Linked DNA regions of Gossypium hirsutum: all the other regions are linked to region 2. Evidence: chromatin contacts called from public Hi-C data. All regions are on one chromosome and are shown on one strand. Each heading gives the region's core, a stretch centred on a gene start, on an enhancer-like site or on the middle of the called end of the contact. The rest is flanking DNA. Distances are from core to core; before and after follow the strand shown.

The links. Hi-C and Micro-C count contacts between places; a contact is called where the count stands out from the background.
Region 1: a contact with region 2 is called in a Hi-C map of leaf, with 3 times the contacts expected there. The contact joins the enhancer-like site here to the promoter of LOC121213541 in region 2. A contact is called at or near these places in 2 of 34 Hi-C or Micro-C datasets (both in leaf).
Region 3: a contact with region 2 is called in a Hi-C map of callus, with 4 times the contacts expected there. The contact joins the promoter of LOC107951192 here to the promoter of LOC121213541 in region 2. A contact is called at or near these places in 2 of 34 Hi-C or Micro-C datasets (callus and leaf).

Annotation. Positions count from the first base shown.
Region 1 is chrA02:43,748,766-43,753,416 of Gossypium_hirsutum_v2.1, forward strand. No RefSeq gene overlaps it. Among protein-coding and RNA genes, the nearest start is that of LOC107951314, 36 kb to the left of the region's middle. Within about 2 kb of position 2,661, at least 5 of the 9 cell types and tissues checked have an H3K27ac peak or open chromatin away from gene starts, as enhancers often do. A contact at or near this core is called in leaf, where this site is marked.
Region 2 is chrA02:43,542,057-43,546,980 of Gossypium_hirsutum_v2.1, forward strand. It overlaps LOC121213541, which reads right to left and starts at 2,473. Exons shown (of 3, transcript XM_041086331.1): 1 at 2,011-2,473; 2 at 1,739-1,903; 3 at 1-1,203. The coding sequence starts at 2,130. The coding sequence ends at 1,048.
Region 3 is chrA02:43,372,103-43,376,639 of Gossypium_hirsutum_v2.1, forward strand. LOC107951192 reads left to right here and starts at 1,323. Exons shown (of 2, transcript XR_005908964.1): 1 at 1,323-1,826; 2 at 1,917-2,586.

The DNA of each region.
Region 1 (4,651 bases), core at 1,411-3,910, 210 kb after region 2:
TTGTGTAATCACAAGTTTATTCATCCATTTTATAGTCTGAGTCTAGTCTTGTTCGAGTCAAGGGTAGTATTTAGGTAAATCCCTCCTACCAATGTTGACTCCAAAAATCGAACTTGGTCCAAATACCTAGGGTAATAATTACACTCTCTTGTAATCACAAAGAATTGTAATTCCTTAGACATGTTTGGCTAAAAGAGTGTAATTACATCGTGATTCTCTATGTCATGTTTGGTAGTACAAATTGTAATTACGCGGTTATATAATTTATAGTTTTAAAAAATATTAATTACTATGAAAAGTAGTAGTATGATAAAAAAAATTTCTAAGCAAGTAACAAAAATTAAAATCAAATCATCATATATATTATGTTAAAACGTAGTTAATAATATGATTACTAATAAAAATAGAAAAAAATAAACATCATATGTAATTTTATCTAATTGTTCAAGTGCATATTTGTTGGGTTATTCCCTCTTTAATATTTAACATATACTTATTATCATCATCAGTTGGTCCTTGATCAAGTTTATCATAATTTGAATTTGAATCTGCATTATTAAGATTATCAAGATCTCTTTCTTCTATGTACTCTATGAAGTATGTATCATCTCAATTCCACCTATAATTGAAGTTATATAATGCACAACATGCTAGTACAATCCAACCATGTTTTTTTTGTGCTATACTAAGGTAGTGGTATTAATATGAGAAATATATATATTTTTACAATAACAAATGTCTTCTTAACCACATTTTGAAGCCTTAAATGTCTCAAAATAAAGAGTTTGTCAGCTATCTATGTTGTTTATATCTTACACCATTCTCTTAAATGGTAATATACCCCATGCAATGGTGTAAGAAAACTTTTTATATTTGCATAATTAGCATAAACTTTAATATAAAAACTTATATAAAATTAATTTGGAGAAAAAATTATACTGTGTTATAACCCATTTTATAATATGTAAATTAAGTAAAAAATAATATAAATTTATAATATATAATCTTTATAAAAAAAAAGTTTTATAAACTTTCATAACACTTCTTATAAATAATATAATTTTTTCATAACTTCAAAAATTTAATTTTTTTTAAATAAGTTATGATAAAAAAACTATAACATATTCTTTTTATGATTAAGTATATTATTTTTATAATATATATAGCACTGACACATAAATAATAAATATACTATAACACTTCTAAAACATTAAGATTTAAGTAATATATTTTTTATTATAACTTTATAAAATACACAAAATATTTTTATAATATAATTTTTTAAGATTTATAACATAATAATTTTTTGACCATAACCGTTCCAAAACACACACGTGTTCATGTTTATAATATAATTTTTATAACTTGTATAAAAACATTTTGTTAAAAATTGGATTTCGGTGTAATTACACCAATTCTCACTATCTTCCTAAGAATTGGAAAATGTAATTAGGTACTTAAATTAAACCTAATTTGGCGGGACCCACTAATTACAATGGTCACTCAAATATATCACCATTCTACAATTACAAGTAATTATGTCCAAATCCAATTAGTAGGTACCTTTCTAGATAATACCTTAAAATTTTGAATTAAGTTGATTTGTAGACAATTTTGAAAGGTTTATTTTTCATCAATGGAGAAACTTTTTATTAAGAAAATTATCACAGTGAATGTTAATTGATTTTTTTTTTAATTTCACTAAAAATCTTATCACACGTGTATACATGTGGAAACTACAGATTTAGAATATAAATGTATGTTTAAAAAAATATAAAAGAAATAATGAAATGTATTGTTTGAAACTAATTAATAACAACAAATGAAATATGTACATTATTTAAATTATTTATCATAGTGTTGTTATCAATTTTGAGTCAGTATCAAGTTAACTTGTGACATCAACTCAATTAAATATATTTTTAATATACAAAATTGATGGAGATAATAAAGTGTGCATTATAAAATTACAATATATAAAAATATCAAAATAAAGTTTTATTTGAATGATAAGTTAAAAGTTTTACTAATACAATTGATATGAATTCAACTTTCACCTTATACATTTTTTATTAATTTTTTTAAAATAAAAATATTAAAATGCTCTTGAATAATAATACTTATTTTAATTATGAAAAATATTCGCATAAATTTTTATCCAAATTGAGAACCATAATTGAGAGTGACTGTGGCATAGGCATGTTGAGAGAAAGAAGTTGAAATGGAATCGTTAGTATACAAAAAATCGAACTCGCAAATTTGGTAGAATTCTTTACACGCAGTTTAATGCAGGGAGACCTTGAAGCAAAATGGAGTACGGAAAATTGATGCCAGCACTGGCAAAATAAGGGCCACTTGTGTGACCCTTATGGCATTTCATGTTGAAACGTAGTTCATAGGTTTATCTATGGTAGAATTAGTGTTAATTCAATTTCAATCTAAATATCTGCTTCAAGAGGAAGAATTTATATTGAAAATAAGCTTTTTATGATCGTATAACAAGCAGTCAAATATGGAAGTTCAAGCTTCTTTTTTTTCTTCATTTTGTCTGCAGTTTGCAGTAGCTTTAAAATGGAAGGAGAGAAATTAAAGATGATGAAGAAGGCCTGGTGGTCTAAAATGGTACCTTGTTAGTTTGCTTCAATTGTGGGCTTCGTACTCTTTGCTATGCTGGAAACCAGGCCCTTCCATGGCCAGACCACCAACCACGTGGGTTTACTTTTTGACCCACCATTTGGTCTCCAATAGAAATGACAATGAGTCAATCAAACATAACATAATTGATGAAATTATTTAAACAAAAATAAAATATTAAAGTAAAAAGTATATATATTATAAATATGAGTTAGTATTTGATATATTAGTAGTGTATTTTTCTATAACACAAGTAGTCTTAAGAAATTTTCATGTGTTTTTTTTAAATATTTATTTTTTAAAAATATTTTACTATAACTTTATAAAATACTTATCAACTTCTTAAACCTACTTGTAGAGTCTAAAAACTCCATTAGCAGTACATCAAATATTTTTTTATAATAATATTTATTTTTTGGGTTAGTATCCTGTTCATTGCAAAAAATAGAATTTAGTATATGACACATGTCTATTTTAATTTATTTTTAAGATTCTCTTAAAACATATAATGATATTTCGCCGTTATTAGTAAAATTTTCTAACTCCACTAACAATGGACCAAAAGATTTCCATTTTATTTTTTTAAAAATTATAATCTATATAAATAAAATATGAAAATTAGAGGAAAATGGAAAATGGAATATTAAACATTTCTTTACTGTGTTTATGAAAATCTATAAATAGATTTAATTCCCATACATTTGCATGAGTTAGTTGTAAGAAGCTTAAGTGGTAGAGGAAATGTGGTCCCTTAGAGTAGGTTAATGTTGGCGCCGGCCTCTACTAATGGCAAATCATATTCATATTACACTCTTCCTATCCTATTCTCTACTAATGGCCTCTTATAGTGCCTTTGGTATTCATGGCATGTGGTATAAAATAGTATCGTGCTATCACATGAAATTATTGGTTACTTAGCTTTTATTCATTCAAATTCCATTTTAATGTATTTATTCCGTTTATTTATGATTTTTTATTTTAAATTAATTGAAACTTAATTAAAAATAAATAATTTTATTTTTATTTAAATATATCGAAATCCAATTAATATTGCACCATCTAATCCGATATGAATAAATAACTAAAATAACCAACTACAAAAAATTATCCACTTGAATTTTTATAAATTATTTTTAAATATAAAGTATTTTTAAATATAAAGTAAATTCAATACAATAAGTTATCTTTTTTAAGAATATATGACAATCTTCATATGAATTATTTGAAAAAAAAACAAAAAATGAAAAAAGTATGATATATGAAAATTCAATTAAAAATGTCAAAATAAATAAATTTTAAAAAATTAATTATATGAAATATTTTTTATAACAAAATTTAATATAATGATTTTTATAGTCCAAGTTCCAAAGCCTAAATTCTTTTTCTATAAGGCATCACAATTTTAACCGCTCATAGCAAAAATTTCTTGTCAAGTTAGCTTGATCAAAATGAAATGAATACCGGAAAAATTGATAATGTTTAAAATTTAAAGTAAATTATAAAATTAAAATAGTAAAGCATAATGTCCATTGAATTAGAAGAAAATGTCAATTTTAAAAAATATTTAAGGTTTTAGGTTTTTTTTCATATTTAACGAAATAGATTGATTTTGGAGAGAGAAACAACATACACATATAGGGCGCACTTTCCTACCACCTCAGCTAAAAACGAGTCCTGCTAGACGCCTTTTCGTCCAACAGTATCTTTTCCCAACAATAAAATATCCAATGGCAAAATTTTTTCAAACGAGTAAAAACGGTTAGTTTATTTGCTATATAAACCTAAGTCATTTTATTTCTTTTGCATTTAAATCATATTCTCTCAATTCTCACAACTATTTAGTTCTCAATTTTTTATTCACTTTCTTTCAAATTATTGTTGTTCTAATTTTATATTTCGTAATTTATTAGATTTTTATAATGGCAATTCCACTTATTCATTTGGAAGACAAACACATTTTCGGCGTCCAATTACAAATGGTAAGAAAATATTATTAAATTATTAAATTTTAATTAAG
Region 2 (4,924 bases), core at 1,223-3,722:
AGTAGGATTTGCACCCGGCGAGGAGCCAGTAATAGTCGGAACTCCTAAATTGTTAACCAAAAAAATAAAGCAGGGAAAGTAATTTTAGGGGTAAAATTAACTAACAAAGAAGCAATTTTTTTTTTTTTGGTTCTTGTACAATGAAAAAAACATGAAATTTTGTTGCCAATTGGAAGGAGGAATCAAAAAAGAATCACAAAACAAGATGAACCAATATGATGATTACCTTGACTTGTAATCGAGACTGAAATTAACCAACATAAAAGACCCCCAAAAATAGAAAGACATGTAATTTCTTTGCCCAGTGGAGGGGGTAATTAAAGAAAATACAATAAACAAGATAAACCAAAGTAATATTTGCAAAATACTCAATTTATTACAAGCAGTAAAGTCTCTGTTGCAAAGGTTATTGTGATTGTTCATGACACTATACTCAACCAAGTTATGATTTGCACCCAAGGAGCCAGCAGTAAAGTCTCTGTGGCAAAGGTTATAGTGATTGTTCATGACACCATACTTAGCCAAGTTATGATTTGCACCCAAGGAAGAGCCAGCAGCAGAATTAATCAAAACTACAATTCCAGTTAAAGGTTGTTAATAGTAGTTAGTTTAGCAAGTTAGCGTAGTTTTCAGTTACAGTCTTTGTAAAGCTGAGGTATTACAAGCTAAGTTAATGAAATTATTTGAAGAATTCGCTCAGTTCTTCACAATCTCCTAAATTAACAAGTAAATTTAGAAAGACATGAAAAGACCTTATAATCAAGAGTAAAATTCACCTACACAAAACCCAAAAAAAAAAAAAAAAACTTTAATACCATAAAACACATGTAAATCCTATGCCAATTGTTGGGGGAAAAGAGTGAGAAGTAAATGAGATGAACCGAAATATATGCTGATGAGCGCAAACCTGCAGCAGAGGAACCAACATGATTACCAGTATATGCGGGACCAGTAGCAGTAAAGGCAGTTATACTGGTGTTGTCTTGGTCTGCGAACATGTTACAAGTCTATTAATACAAACACTGAGCAATGTAATCAAGGCGTGGCTCATTTTCTGATCAAAATCAACCATGGAAGGTTGAAAGGTGATTGTTGGAACCGGTACTGATCCCACCAATCCAATAACATTCTATAAACCAGTTCCAGAAGCTCTTGAAACTTGACCACATCCCGCATAATTTTGCGACGCAAACTATCTATGGCCTACAATAAAGAATTGAGTTCAACACTCAATAGAAGATGGGATAATCGAAAATTATTATAAACAACGTAATTAGAATGCCCGGTCAAAAGAAGTAAAGTTATGCCTCTGCAATCGAAGAGAAATGTATTATTCATCTGAATAAAAAAACACCATGGATTTATCAAAAACAGATTGTTAACAAAAATTATAAGCGACAGAGAAACAGTTAATACTAAACAAATTTTCGTACATAGAAGGCCATCAATGCAACGGAGATTTGCCTCGTCCTTTCCAACTCTACTTTCTGAAAAAAAAATTATCATAACAGCAAAATGGGTTTTATTATGCTTATGGGAAAAGCACAATTCATTACTCTTCCTAGTAATTTAGGAAGTTTTAGGAGATTTGAAGGTTTCCATGATAAAAAATAATCCTTAGATATAGTATATCCAAGACCAACCATATGATCCAAACTAATTTATGATTGTTTAAGCTAATTTTTATTACTGTAATGAAACCATATTAGTGTAAAAAGAGAGAAGAACGGGTGTGGACCATGGTGTGAAGGTCTGTCCTTAGTATTTGGTTATCATCTTTCAAAGATTGGAGCTTTCCATGGTACTCGATTCCCTTTTTAGCTTGGTACTCCAGCTCCATTTTGGTCCTTTTGTGATTAGCTTGCAATTTTAAGAACTCTTGGTCTCGTTCCAAATGCATCATCTTTAGTTATAAAAGATACGAAACAAAGATTAATTATTTAACTGATTAAAGAGATAAATAAAATAAGGGAAAAAAGAAACCGATGATGGGTTAATTAATTACTGTACTTTCTTTTTTAGTCGAGACCATCTACAGCTCGCATTATGTCTCTGCTTCTCAGCTTGAGTTTTCTGTTTCTGGCTTTGGGCCTCAATCTCCTCTCCTTCAGCACCATCTATACCCTCCATTTGCGGCGGACACTGTTTTCTTCAAGTCATTTCCTTTAGCTAAGAACAAAATGAAGAAAGAAACTGATGATCTGAAAGTTTGAAGGCAGCCTCCAAGGTTTCAGTTTTATACGAGCGGAAGGTTCCCTCACTACCACTGCCTGTCAATGTTCGAACTGCCATCTCTGTCTATTTACTCCGCCGCTTTGACCACTTCTTCAACAGTCCGCGCGATGTCTTTCTTTTGCTTTTATAGTCGCACCATCGTTTGAAAAGTAATTCAATTTAATCCTTTTAAATTTAAAATAATGGTATTTAAAAAATGATTTTTTTATGAGAGGAGCAACTAGTCTGGGAAATGCTCGGTCCATTACATCATTATGTAACACATGCACAACTTATGCAATATTAACAATTCTAAAAAAAATAAAAAATTAGCCCCTTTAACAAATGAATGACCCCTTGCAAGGGTTGACCAAAGAATTGTAGTAGTTTTTCCATGATCCTCAAGTTCGCCTTAGTTCGCCACAAAATTTCTTTATTGAGGAGTAAAACGCAAATCAAGTCTGCATTCACGTCGCATCAAGTCCCTCACAATTGATACAAGACAGTACAATGGATGCATAACACCAACATCATAATTGATCATGGTGACAGATGTCAAATAATCAATTTCGACACCCACATATCTATACCTTTTAATCTGAGCCATTTGTTGCCCTTGGTAGAGTCCCCAAAGCTCGACAAAATCAATACAATATTTTCCATGAAATGCTTGGAAGCCACCAAACCAATTACCATAACCATCCCTAAGGACCCCTTGCATCAACAACCTCTTGAATATTATAGCTTTCACTTATATTCAGTTTCACAAATAGGGGCGAAGTCAGAAAATTTTTTTAGAGAGGCCGGATAAAATTTTAATTTTTTATAGTTTATATTTTTATAATTTATAAATGATTAAATTAAATTTTTATAAATTTAGGGGGGCTCAAAGTGCAATTTTACTTTTACTAATTTAAAATTTTTAAAAAAATTCAAGGGCCTAAAATGAAATTTTCCATTTCAGGGGGGGCCGGGGCCCATGCCAGCCCCCTGGCTACGCCCCTATTCACAAATCGATCAATCAGTTTTTTCTCAAACTCTTCTTCTATAGAGGATAAACCCAATTAAACAACAAATAAAATAAAGAAAATAAGAATCGAAAATATCGAACACGTAAATATTACGTGAAAAAACTCCTCAATGTCAAGTTAAGGTTATAGAGTATTACAGTACAATTGAACAATTAACATCACATAGAATAATAATCAATTTAAAATATTAACATTAAATTTCAATATTCATTGATAGCATAAATACCTTTAGGGCCTTAAACCAAGCCTACGGGGCCTTTAAAATAGTTTGGGAACAATCAGGGACTAATTTGAAATGAAACATAAAATTTTAGAAAAATATGAAAATTTTAGAAATAGAGGTCACACGGCTGTGTGATAAAGCCCAGGCCATGTGGCTTAGAAACATGGCTGTGTGGCTAATCGTGTACAATTTGAAATATGGGACACACGACCATGTTCTAGCTCGTGTGTCTGCCCGTGTATATATTCGAAATAAGGTCACATGGCCGTGTTACTCTTTGAGAACGTGTGGATCAACCTGCACTTAAAATTAAAATGACACACGGCTATGTAGGGAGACCGTATATGGCACACGGCTGTATGATAGCCCGTGTCCTAGGCCGTGTGCTTCCAAAATGACCCCTAATGCAAGCCAATTCATCAACCCTTTCTTAAACACCAAGACCAACCAATTCTAACCATTTTTCCTATTCAAATTTGCATTAAACACACCATAATACACCAACAGCAATAAACTTCAATGCCTAACCAATATACCCTCATTGGTACCACAAAATAAACATCCAAACAAACACATTCTCAATACTTACAAAACATTACCTTAAAGTTGTGCCATTTCCTCCTTTTCATCACAATTACTAACCATATCTCAAGTAATCACAATAGACACTTAACAATAACTAAAAGCACTCCAAGTCTCAAACATAACCCAAAGATACCAAACATATATATACAACCACAAAGCTTACTCAAACTCGCTTATAAACAACAACATCATAAACAAAATAAGTTAAAGGCTCCTAGTACATGACATTTATAACCTGACATCAAAATAACCAAAACTTCTATCGAGATGAAGAATGGATAGTCTGTATGTGTTCCGACTTGATTCTAACCGAACAAACTTTTTGATGATTTACAGAAAAAGAAGACAACTATCGTAAGCAACTAATGCTTAGTAAATTTGTAAAAATCATAAACATGAACTTATCAAATAGACACAATTCATACTGTGAAAAATAAAATAAAATAAAGAACACACAAATTTTACGTGGAAACCCTTTCAGGAAAAAAACCACGGGCAGAGGAGAAGAAAATTCACTATTTCGAAAAATTTGAATCAAATACAAAAGGAATAGACTATGTCTATTTATAGGCTTGCAAAGCCATATTCTAGTAGGATTGAAACACCTTATCCTAATCAATATAAAATAGATAGAGTTTAATAAGGTTTAAAAACCTTATTCTAAAATAAAATAAAAGAAGTCTAGTTCTATATGGATTTTACTTTTATTTTATTTTTCATCGTATTTTATTTAAATAAGAATTTGGGTCACTTAATTCTAACAATCTCCACCTTGACACAAATTCTCAATGAACAAGTTCTTTATCGCGAACTTTCAATAAACAAGTTCTCCACCTCTTCCATAAAACCTCTTAAGGGTTTAACTTCAACA
Region 3 (4,537 bases), core at 73-2,572, 170 kb before region 2:
GACATCATAAGTTTCACATTTAATTTTTAAAATAATTTTTTTATAAATTTCTTAGGTGAATATTTTCACTCAACTCTTGAATTAAAATAATAGCACATTCCAATCAATATTCTTTTGAATATTATAATAATAAAAATATTAATTAAATTAAAACTTAATTTTTTTTAAATTACTACAAGAATAGCGACATCGCTAATATTTACTTAGCAAATCAAAATAATTATTTTAAATTTAAATTATGGCATTTAAAAATGAATTCATTAACTAATTTAATAAATTCAGTTTATGCATAAAAATAGAAAATAGAAAATATATTTAAAGTGTTATTGAGTTTCATTAAAATTTGTGAGGTCCAAATAGATTTGAATTAAACATGACTATTCATCACCGTTTTGTCTTATCTATGATATTTTTATTAATTTAACCTTCAAATTACACATTATCGCATGATACATCATTTATTTTTGTGGTCTTACATTACCTAAACAAACTTCAATAAATATTTTAAATTCTACATTTTTTATTTTCTTAAATGATTTTATTTGCCTGTGGGACTGTGCTATAATTTTGGGTGAAATTTATGATTTTGTTTGACTTTATTTTCAAATTTTTCTATATTCAAATTTAAGAAATTAAATTTTGGTTGCTTTCCTTTTATAATTGAATTTTTTTAGCCTTCCAACTTTATAAAAAAATTTTACTTTAACTCTACATTTAATTTTTTCTTTTTTTAACTTTTGAGCTTATATTTTTTGTTAAATCATTTTAAAATGAGTAAAAAAGTTAATGTTTATTAACTTTGATGACATGATATACGTAGATTACCACATAAATGACCCGTCAACATTTAATTAATTTTTAAAAATATTTTTGTTTATAGTTTTTATTAATTTTTTATTTTTTTAAATAGTTGTTATAATTTTAAAATTTTTAAATTTAAAAAATAATTAAATACTGATATTTCATACATGTGGATGTCATGTCAATAAGGTTAAAAAAACATTAACATTTCTTTTCATTTAGAGGTAATTTAACAAAAAAACTCAAGTTTAAAGGTTAAAAAGGTAAAAATAAATAAATGAAAGGATTTTTTTTTAAGTTGGAGGACCAAATAAATCATTATATATTTAAAATTTAATTTGAATTTTTACAAACTAAATACTTTAGTTTTTTTTATGTAATATTTAGTTTATTCTTTTAATTTTTTTGTTTGAATATTCAATTTTTTTCTCTTGACTCTGATTTTTTAATCATTTTATTTTTTAATAATAAAAATATATAAAACATTAATAATTAAAAAAATATGAGACAAATAAAAAATTTATAGTTTTTTTTAGTAGAAATGACTGATATTTATTAAGCACACGACTCAAGGTGGGTAGGCAAAAGTTTACAGCAAAAAACAAAATGAAAAGACAACACAGCAGCAGGCCAAACGGCCAAAAACAACTAAAAACCGCACACTGGAAAAACAAAACCATAAATGCAAGTGATCCAAAACCACCCTAAACCAAAACCAAGACAGTTCACAATCAGAATACCAGCCGAAACAACTTCCTCCTCCTACGTTAAAAGACGATCTAGAGATGAGTAAAAGGAAACCCAAAAGCTTTGAGTCCAGCCATGGAGATTCAGAGAACCTTCTCCACAATTAAAGCAATCTACAATGAACTTTGGTGTCTCTGTGTCCAAACCATCCAATCATTTTCCACTATCATCTTTACTGAAACCGGAACCCCGTCAACCCAAATACTAGAACTTTGTCTTCTCCTTCCTTCGATTGCCAAAGTATGGGCCGCTCTATTGACCAGTCGGGGAACAAAAAGGTAACTAACTTCTTCAAAGCAATTTTCCAAATTACGAATATGATGAATAATAGATCTAAGAATCGATTTATCTTCTTCCTTTATCTTAAGTTTTTTTTTATGACCGTTAGAGAATCCCTTTCCACAACCAAGCACCGGAAACCCATTCTAAAAGCAAAGAGCAAAGCCCTTTCACATGCCCTTGCTTCAGCCACGAACGCGTCGACAACGTCCTCAAATAGATAAGTTTCTGCTCCTACAATTTCTCCTTTAGAACCTCTAGCCAAAATTGTTGTTGTAAAAGTTCTAGAGTCACTTTGAAAGGTTGTGTTAAAATTTAATTTGATAAAACCCAAATCTGGAGGACTCCAAAATTCTTTCGGAAGAGATCTACAAGAAACTCCCAGCTCTTGGCATAGACTTATTTCTTGACCATAGCCTCGAATGAAACCTAACAGATCCTGCAAAGAAAATTTAACACCTTCATGAATCAACTTATTTCTTCTGTACCATAGAGCCCATAGGAAAATTGCAATAAGTTGTTTATTCTGTTCATCTGCTACAAAGAAAGTATTAACAAAATGATTTTTGCAGTTTAAAGTGCTATCGATTGGAGCAATTCTGATTTGAAGGGACGCCCAGACACTCTGTAGTATACCATAGGACCACAGAAGATGATTAGTATCTTCTGGAGCTTCCTTACAAAGATGACAATCAACTTCATCTGTAACGCCCCTAACCCGAATTCGTCACCGGAATAAAGTTACGGAGCATTACCGGAGTTACCGATTTATTTATTAGATATTTTATTTCATCTAACGTTCATATTTGAACAAATTAAAATCAATCATATTGTGCCTTAAACATACTTATTTTTCTCGACATGTTTTACTTGAATTTATTACTTGTCTCAATATACTTAATTTCCTTGTATCAACATATCAAAAATAATCACATATTGACATATCATGATAAATATCATTCTTTAGTCATTTCTTCAAAAACATAAATAAGGTAAATCATTATATCGATATTTCATGCATTTAAAAATAAAATTATTACAATTTAATCTTTATTTCCAGTCGTTATTCTCATACAAATTGATAACAACCCATATATTTTATAAATTATCAGAATTTTTCATAATTTCAACACTTTTCAATTTAATCCTTAAAACATGTTTTTTCCCGATCTTGAACTAAATTAATAATTTTATTCAATTTTGTAATTTTAAATAATAAAATAATCCGCTTCATGCAAATTGATCATTTCTAACATTTTTACAAAATTATTCATAAAGTTTTACTTTTATTTAATTTAGTCCCTGAGCCTAAAACATGCAAATTAGTTATGCTAGTTGAATATTCATACATATTTTTCTCCTCCTCCTCTCCATTCCACATCCTTAATTTATATAATATGCTTATAAGTAACATTATCTATAATTTCACTATTTACTTATATGTATATTCAAAGCTGTCCATTTGAGTCATAGTCACTAAATTATCTATATCTTGAGCTACAGAACTCCAAATTAAGATCCGTTAATTTTACCTGAAATTAGACTCACATTTATTCTTACCATAAAATTTTTATAATTTTTGGTTTAGCCAATTAGTACAGTTTATTCATTAAATTATCCCCTGTTTTGCTATTTGACAGTTCTGACCACTCTTCACTAAATTTTAATTATCTCTTTAAATGATGTTATCATTTGTTTCTTATAAAAATAAACTAATTAAGGAATCTAACCATGTAAATTATGTCCCAAAATTATTTTTTTATAATTTTTAATGATTTTTTAAAGTCAGAATAGGGGATCTCTAAATCATTCTGAACCAGTCTCACAAAAATATAAATATATCAGAATACAGAATTCCTTTACTTTCTCTATTTCTTGTATATGAAAATAGACTCAATAAGCTTTAATTCCATATCTCACTTAGCTTCTAATTAAATTTATACCATTTTTGTGATTTTTAAAAGTTAGCCTATTGTTGCTGTCCAAAACTACTTTAGTGCAATATATTGATTACCAAGTTTATAACACTCTTATTTCCATTCTCTACCATATTTCCCATTATTCTCTCATTTCCCTTCACTAATATATCAAGAACATAGATCCTTATATAATAAAACTCTACCTTAACATCATTTTCATGGTTTTGATATTACCTTACATGAGAAACTTTACTTAAAATATATTGAAACCTTAAAATTCTTACCTTGTCCCATTGATTTTAATCTTTAACTTGATTTTTCTCTCTCCTCCAACTTCTATTTCTTAAATCCAACTTGATATTCGAACTCCCCTTAGTCTCTTTAACATTTTTCTCTCTTGGTAGCTATGAAAATTCTTTTGATTTTTAGGTGAAAAGAGTGAATTTTTGGTGGAAGGACTAAATTGTAAAGAAAGCAAAACTTTCTTTCTTCTCTTTTCTTCTAACGTGAAATGCATGGAGAAAGATGGATGATGTATATATTCTTTTTCCACACACACACGCACATATATATAGACTAAATAAAATAATAAAATAATAAAATATCTTATTAAAATATTAAATAAATAACAATTATCTAATTAAATAACTATAAAATATCACCAACATCATCATTACTTTCTAGATTTCTCTCTCTTCTAATTGACCATTTTGCCCTTTGTGATCTTTTAAAATTCTATTCTTGAGTCATCACTTAATTTGGTAAAATTTCAATTTAGTCCCTCATAATTC